2 separate regions of the Mus musculus genome follow, and region 2 is linked to region 1. The links are chromatin contacts, called in public Micro-C maps. All regions are on one chromosome and are shown on one strand. The core of a region is the stretch at or near the end of the contact, and the rest is flanking DNA. Distances in the headings are between cores, read along the strand shown.

Region 1 (3,917 bases), core at 401-2,900:
GAGGCGAGTCAGAAACTCTTGAATTCCCAGTTTTAAGAAAAAGAGACTGAGGAAGGAAACTGGGGTTGAGCTGGAAATATCAAAGATGGAGGCCCTAAAGAGACCACTGTTCTTCATTTGCCTGGGCAGAGGCGCTTCCATCTTCCCGCACAGTTCCCTGTGTACATGAGAGGAAACATCTAGCCCTGTAATAACTGCAGAGGTTAGGAGCTGTAATTAAAACTACATAAAATTAATTGATGGACTTAGAAAGATTTATGCACCTTGAAATAAAAGTACTTTCAAGTACTTTAGATTTATATCTCAGACTTGTCAATTTGGTGCGTGGGTGTGTCCGTTTTTTTTTTTTTTTTTAAATGAGGTGAGGATGTAATTATTCAAGTGCAGAGATGCTTCAGGTTGCTCTGAACACGTTCGCTCGTGGCTTACACCCAGCAGGATACAAGTGGCCCCCTTGGACCACTCCATCCTCAGGCTCTGCCCTGAGTCCTGATCACGGCTTTAAAAATGACTGGTTTATCTGTAAAGAACCTGGACGGTTCTGCAGAGCCCGTACCATAGGGATTTACTAATTGCCCTGCCATTTCCCAATACAAGAAAGGGTTGCATCTTTGTGATTGTCCTTGTTTTTAGGGATTCATCCAGCACTCAAATAAGATTGCACTCCCAAAAATAAGAAAAGATGTGGATGCAGGGCAGATGAGAAAGTCGCACACGACCTCCTTGGGAAGCCTTGAAAACAGCAAAATAGGGGAGGGCTCAGATACTGAGCCATACTGAGCCAGGGCAAGCTAATCAACCATCTAAGCAGATAGCATTCCCTAGCTATCCTCTGCCTTGGATTCCATTGCTTCTAATGAACACCCTTACTCATTTTTCTAGCCAGGATAAGGGAGGGCTTGGAATTTTAAATGTTTTCTGTATCATGGTCTCTTCAGAAAACTCCCAACATCACTACCTGAAACGATGAATCTCTTATGCTACCGCAGCTTCCAAATTTCTAAAAAGGATACTTAAAACCGTTTAGCTCTTTCAAAAAATACTCTTTATCCTCTATCTTTCTTACCATGAAATCAAACTCACATGTGTGTAAATGCGCCTACTCGGATCATTTCAAGATCTATATATTATCATGATAAATGTATGTAATTAGTAATGATGTAGAAATTTAAAAAAAGAAAAATCCTTACCCCTCCCCCCAATTAAGCAACACACTTTGCAGATGGAACCAGGTGGCTCCGATGTGTCTGGTATTTCCGGTGAGGCAGCGCTGGGATTGCGAGTACAGGAGCAATCATGCCTTACTAAAAGAGGGAGCTATCTTCACAGCTCCATCTGCATAATTGATCCCGTATGAAGCGAGCCCGGTAGCCCAGGAGCACTCTGGGGATCCCTTGTTTGTCTCAGCATGTTCAATGTCTGGGAGGCATTACCCATCAAGTCCTGTTCACTCAGCATCCTTCCTCGTGGCTTTTTCTGGGAGCCCCAGGAACCTTCTCCCACTAATGATAAAATAATCAGAAGCATAAAAATGTTTCTTTTGGACAAATTTGACATGTTATAATGGTTGAGTGTTGATGACTCAGAGTCTCCCCGCGCCGCCCCCCTCCATCGCCACCGCTTTATTTAGAGACAGCAGGCAGTGGAAGGAAGCAGACAGCTGCAGAAGTTTCCTACCAAGATGAAAGTCGAGAAATTCTTCCTAAACACGGCTTGGTTATCAATGATGAAACGGGTCTGGATTCTTGGGGCTGTGGCTCACAGAAACACTATTGTCCCCATGCCTCGTCTGAATATTTTAAGGTCACGTTGCAATTCAAAGGCAAGCAGGTGGAAGTCTCAAAAATGAGATGGGGTTTGATTTAAGCTGACTATGTTATTGAGAAAACGCCTCAGTGGTGGTTGGTTTTCATTTTCTGTTTAGCTATTTGTGGTAAATACATAGAAACCGGAATCTTGTCTGGCAGTAGGACCAATCAGACACACTCATGGGTCAAAAACCACTCTTTAGAAGCTTCTAAAAACTGAGTGTGTGTGTGGCGGGGGGGGGGGGGGGGGGAAGGGTAGGGGGGGTAGGTACACGCTTTGGTAAAGTTCTACCAGAGATGCAAAGGTAGAAATGCCTACCAGTAAACAAAGCAATTAAGGTATTTAAAAGATAATTGTGACACATTCATTCACTGTAAGGGAAGTAACTTTGATGTACACAAAATTAAGGGACTCATCTGAAGCCTGAGAAAATTACATTCAATGTATGAAGAAAATCCAACCAAGCATGGGAGGAAGGCGCCCAAGGGGCATTGCTCTCTGTTCCCAGATGCCCGCCTCTGAGAACAGTAGTTGGTTATTGAGGAGTGGAAAACCCTGGGGCTGAGTGGCAGGTACAAAGGCCAGATAATGAAGGACATTATCTGAAACCCAGAAGGTTTAGAATGTTTACATTCCCCCCTGGAGGATATGAAATATCACCAAGAAGAAGAAGAAAAACAAATAAACCAAAGGTAAAACCCCACTTTCCATACGGAAATGCTTCTTAAACAGGGCAGCTTTCTCAGGGATAGGTTTACAGCAAAGAACAGTCAGGGAGCCACTTCTAACTCAGGGGACGATGTCATTTAACAGGGAGAGGAGAAACAGAATCCAGATAGGTGATGGCTGACCATGAATCTGTTAAGCTTGCGAAAATTCTTGGAATATTTGTGCAAAGATGCAAAAGGAGTGGGTCAAAGAAAATAGTCATCGTATGGCTTGAGAACCTACTAGCCCATTGATATAGAAAGATCTAAATGACTTGGGTCTATAGATGTGAGAAACATGGGCGGATTTCATTCACAGGGTAGAAAGGATCAGGTTGAATTAAACTCTGGGCTACAGCACAGTGACAGCACATAATGGAATGGTCCTTTTGAAAAGCCGCAGAACACATAAGCAAATGAAAGCTGGGGTGACCAGTTTGATAACTGGCTTGGTTGTGGTGACCTTTAACAGGTAGCCCAGGAGACTGGCTGAACTGCTGAAGGACTGGCCTTAGAAGCCTGAGGACTGGGGATCAGAACTCCTGTCAAACACAACAACAACAACAACAACAAAGCTGGGTATAGTGGTGCATGCTTGAAACTCTGGTGCTGCAGAAACTGAGACAGGTGGATCGCTGGGGCTTGGGCTACCCAGCCAGCATAGCCAAGTTGCCAAGCTGTAAGCCAAGTAAAAGAGCCTGTCCCATGAAACGAGGAGACAAGAGCCTGAAGAATAACATGTCATGCTGATCTCTGGCCACCACATGTATGCACATATACATGTACAAAACACATACATCTTCCATGCTATAAATATATGAACACTTGTGATCATCAACTGTATCTCATTTTTAAAAAATACTTAAAATGAGCTGAAAAGAGGGCTCAGTGGGTAAGGTACCTACTACACAAGGAAGAGGACGAGAGTTTTCAAGTCCCAGCACAGCCTGTAATCCCAATCTATAGAAGGCAGCGACAGGGTCTCCTAAAAGCAAGCAGGCTAGTTAAGCTAGCTGAATTTGCAAGCTATGGGATCAAATGAGAGACCCCCGCCTCAATATATAAAAGGAAGAGTGATCAAAGAGGGAGAAAATGTCAACCTCTGACCTTTATATACACTCACACACTTGTAACCACGCGCAAGTGAACACACTCATATTTACATGCAAAACCCACATATATGCATGCTACAGGCACACAGGCACGCACAACACTTAAAGCTGTTCCTGACAATAGCATGTCCTAAATTAATGTTTGATCCTAGGTATTATCTTCATCATATTCTTTGATGGAGCTCCATTATAATTACATATTCTGCTCTTCTATCAAAGGACACCCTCCATGAAGCCAGCTAGTATATTTGTTTCACTCTATTGGCAAAATTGTTTTATTTTGGTATAG
Region 2 (3,917 bases), core at 995-3,494, 320 kb after region 1:
CCCAACTAACTACTGCACCACAGCACATCATTTTTATTGCTTCATCATCTGAAACCTATAGGACCCCTGCCAAAGTCCAGGTAACCGGAGGTGTTGATGTGAGATTTCCCAACACAAGGTGTATTAGACTTTAACTGGCACGTTCTAGACCTGCTGGCACCAAGGAGTCCCGGGGAACACGGACAGCTCAAAGGCAAGCATGAATCATGCCCATTAGCCAAGCTGAATCATGACGAGGCCATGGCAAGATGAGCAGCTAGCTCACACTCATAAATTCATCTGTTGTGGTTGTGGACAAACTCATGGATACCTGGATACACTTGTGGAAAGTTAGCTGAGTCTGTCTTGCTGGCAGGAGCAGGGATACCAGAACTGAGGGGGTTCCCATCTTTAGGTGAGCAATAAGAACATCTGTTTCAGGGGTTCAACATCAAGTACCCCACTAGATGCTTCCTTAATAATCCCAGTATCTTTACTTCATAAAAAAGTTATTTTCTGCTAGGCGTGGTGGCGCACGCCTTTAATCCCAGCACTCAGGAGGCAGAGGCAGGCGGATCTCTGAGTTCGAGGCCAGCCTGGTCTACAGAGTGAGTTCTAGGTCAGCCAGGGCTACACAGAGAAACCCTGTCTCAAAGGAAAAAAAAAAGTTATCTTCTGATGTTATAGATATTTCAAACGGGATGGGCAGAGCAGACATTCACTGTTCATTAGGTGCTAGAACCTTTATGCTGGCTTTGGACCAGTCTGATACAGTGATAACTTTGGTACATCACAAGAAAGCTGGGGCAAGGACCTCCAATGATGACTCTCAGGTAAGTGGAGAAGGATATGGCCTCCAAAACAAAAACCAAAAAACCAAAAAAACAACAACAACAAAAAGTGAAGCTGAGGAGACAGATGTAGCATTAAGGGACAATGTGGACATAGGAAGGGGAGGAGTATTTCTACATACATGTGTGCATCTTCCAAAGCTTTATAGTGTGTCAAAAACAAAGCCTTAGGAGCAAGGTGAGGAACTTACTTATCCCTTTAGTATCTCATAGTTGACTTTAAATCTTTAGAAAGCCCAGGTTATTTTTTTTTTTTGAGCCTTAAAATTATGCCCAAATTAAATCTACTTCACATTTTTAGCCAAGTTATTTCCGGTGGTGGGGAGATGGGAAGTAGGGGCTCAGAGTCAGGGGAGAGCAGAGAAGGGGGATGGGACGCAATGGCAGAGGAAAACACGTCTCTATGTCTTCCCTACCGGCTGGCTCAGTCAACAGCCATATCACATTTGAGTTTTTATTTCTTTCTATTCCCTTGTGGTTTGGGAAGGAATAAATGAGGAGGAAGGGGGGAGTGCTTTACAGTGTTAGCATTTATCTTTCAACAAACAGGAAATGAAAGCGCTGCCATATTAGGACCTACATGATGCTACCCACCCTCTGTTTCTCGGTGCATTATTGAACTGCCAAACTAAGTCTCTAAACACATAATGCCAAAGGAATTTGGGTTTTCAGAGTGGCGCAGACAAAACAATTAAAGCGTGGGGAATAGCATTTTTCTATGGTTATTCATTTTTTTCTTTTTACATTAAGTGCCCTAAAGTGTTTTTGTTTGTTTGTTTTGTGGGGTTTTTTTCTGGAGACACACTAAAACGAAAATACTCTTCTGCCGTGTTTTTTGCTTTATTTTATTTTTTAAGTTTGTTTTGAAAACTAGGATGGGGCAGAAAGGAATTAAGTCACGCATCATGCATGCCACTCTTTCTAAAACCGTGAAGTAAGTAGACTGCCCATGCCGAACAACACAAATTAAAGGGTGAGAGGTGGTATTTATGGAAGAGTCTGCTGAATATTAATTTTGACTTAATTTGGGGGTAAACATCTCCGATGTAGCAATTACAAGGAATAAGTAGTGTGGAAAGAGGAAAAAATCTAAAGGCCAAGCATGGGGGCGCCATCCTCTCGGTATCCACCAAGTCTGACCTTCCAGCAGACAGGACCAACTACAATGTGGACACAAGCCACATCCACACCCTGAAGTTAAGTGACTGAGCTAAGATCACATTCCCCGAACTCCTCCAAGCCATCCACATTCCCTGGGTCTTTTCCTTCCATAGTGTGAGAACACCGAGTATGACCGGAGGGAGCACACCCTTGGTATAACTCCCTCTGCCCTAATGCTTTCCCCAGTGGGTGGCACACAAGCAGGAGAGTGAGTCCCCTTAGAGGGCGCTCCTGAGCAGGGAGGGGGTCACTGGAATTACCCAGTCTGTATACCAACTCTCTTGAAAGGCAGCAGAGTGGAAGCAGGTAACAGATACACTCTCCTGTGCTGTGTCAAATTCTGGCCTCAGAGCAGTCTGTAATCCTTCGGAGCACTTCATTTTTTCTTCTAAATATGGAATCCTCGTCTCTGAACTCGCAGGGTTGTTCTGAGCTTGAGTTCCGCACAGAGCAAGCTCAGTGCTGCTAATGAATGCTTCATGGAGGTTAAAAATACCTGCTGCAATTTTTTTTTTTTTTAAGGAGAAATTAAATCAGTCTAGTCTACACTGGCTGGGTATATCTTTGGAATCAGGATCCACACAATGGGGTGTAATGGAGTCAGCTGGGAGTCTGGGTGGGAAGAGAAGGCCCATGTCTTAAAGACGAGAATAAGGCAGGAAGTGTGGGAAGATGGGGTCTAAGGCTGACAGACTTATCTCGGGGCCTCACTCTGTCCTGGGCAAACAATTATTCTCTATTGGTTGATAGTCACACCCTCTTCTATTAGCCAAGCCTCAAACTGGGTTTTTCAGAGAGACAAAGTTGTGGACGCTCAGAACTCATACATTGCTCAAACACCACTCATTAATGCCAAATTTATGGTGTTCCACTCAGTGTCTGCAAAGACAAAAGCCAGGCATGAGAGCCACCAGCTACCGCATGCCAGAGAGAAGGGAGCAGAGTTTGCGGTTCCTTCACCATTCTCCTCCTATCTGCTGTTGGGAGGACTTTGTAAGGGCACCCTCGTAATTCCTACTAGTGACACATAGGGCTCTACTGAAACGAGTGTCCCTAATGTAAGAGCACTGCAGTTATTAGGGACCAGTAAGTTATCTGCCTGGACAGATAATAAGGCTCTGGGTCCACTTGATTTATGTTCTTTAATTGGGGAAACTGAGGCACAGAGGATGAACACCTGTGAGGCCATGAAGCCAAGAAAGGACAAGAGTAAAACTAGAGACCTGCTTTATAACGAACGCTAGGTGTGACATTATCCAGACAGTCTGATCTTCAGACTCCCTTGGTACCGTCCCTGAATTGGGGGCGGGGAGAATCTTCCATATATCACTCTTCACCCTGATTAATGGCACCACTCTGATAAAGGAGTTGGGATTGGCAGTGACAGCAGGCACCTCACCTGAGGAGCTGGTGGGACTGAGATGTTCCCAAGGAGCCTGCTAACCAACCTCTCAAGACAGCAAACAGGAAGCCTGGGTTTGTGTGAGGGCCACAACAGCCCAAGTGAATGCAAGGGAGACTGGGTGACGCCGTTCTCGAGTGGACTTCACCAGAGACTATCTCACTTCCAAAGCCAGCTTTTACGTACGGTGACCCAACAGTCGGACTGTCTGTGTCTGACTGTGGCAGAAGGTACACAGTTACACTGCTCCCCGAGCTGCACGTGACCAAAGCGAAAAGGAACAAGGGCTCAGAAGTAAAATCCACATAGCCTAAACAGGAGTCTCTGGAAAGAAGGACCACAACTCCTCCACCAACCTGGTCAGTGACCGAACAGTAACTCTGCATCCATCCACTCCACCGCCATTTGCGTTCTTTCTGAATTCAGCACCAGGACAAACTTGTAAAGATTTCTTGACCATCAACTACCATGTTCAGTGACCCACACCTCACTTCACCCCAACTCAAGAATTTCCCTGCTTTTAT

The links. A called contact is a pair of places that touch in the nucleus more often than the background predicts.
Region 2: a contact with region 1 is called in a Micro-C map of muscle stem cells, with 2.5 times the contacts expected there. The contact joins two enhancer-like sites. A contact is called at or near these places in 3 of 484 Hi-C or Micro-C datasets (the C2C12 cell line, muscle stem cells and myocytes) and 1 of 115 datasets of contacts at active chromatin or transcription factors (neural progenitor cells).

What each region holds. Positions count from the first base shown.
Region 1 is chr6:98,631,006-98,634,922 of GRCm38.p6, forward strand. No RefSeq gene overlaps it. Among named protein-coding and RNA genes, the nearest start is that of 4930595L18Rik, 81 kb to the left of the region's middle. Within about 2 kb of position 1,651, at least 36 of the 459 cell types and tissues checked have an H3K27ac peak or open chromatin away from gene starts, as enhancers often do. A contact at or near this core is called in the C2C12 cell line and muscle stem cells, where this site is marked.
Region 2 is chr6:98,954,482-98,958,398 of GRCm38.p6, forward strand. All of the region lies in intron 11 of Foxp1 (forkhead box P1), which reads right to left. Among named protein-coding and RNA genes, the nearest start is that of Gm38865, 170 kb to the right of the region's middle. Within about 2 kb of position 2,245, at least 39 of the 459 cell types and tissues checked have an H3K27ac peak or open chromatin away from gene starts, as enhancers often do. A contact at or near this core is called in the C2C12 cell line and muscle stem cells, where this site is marked.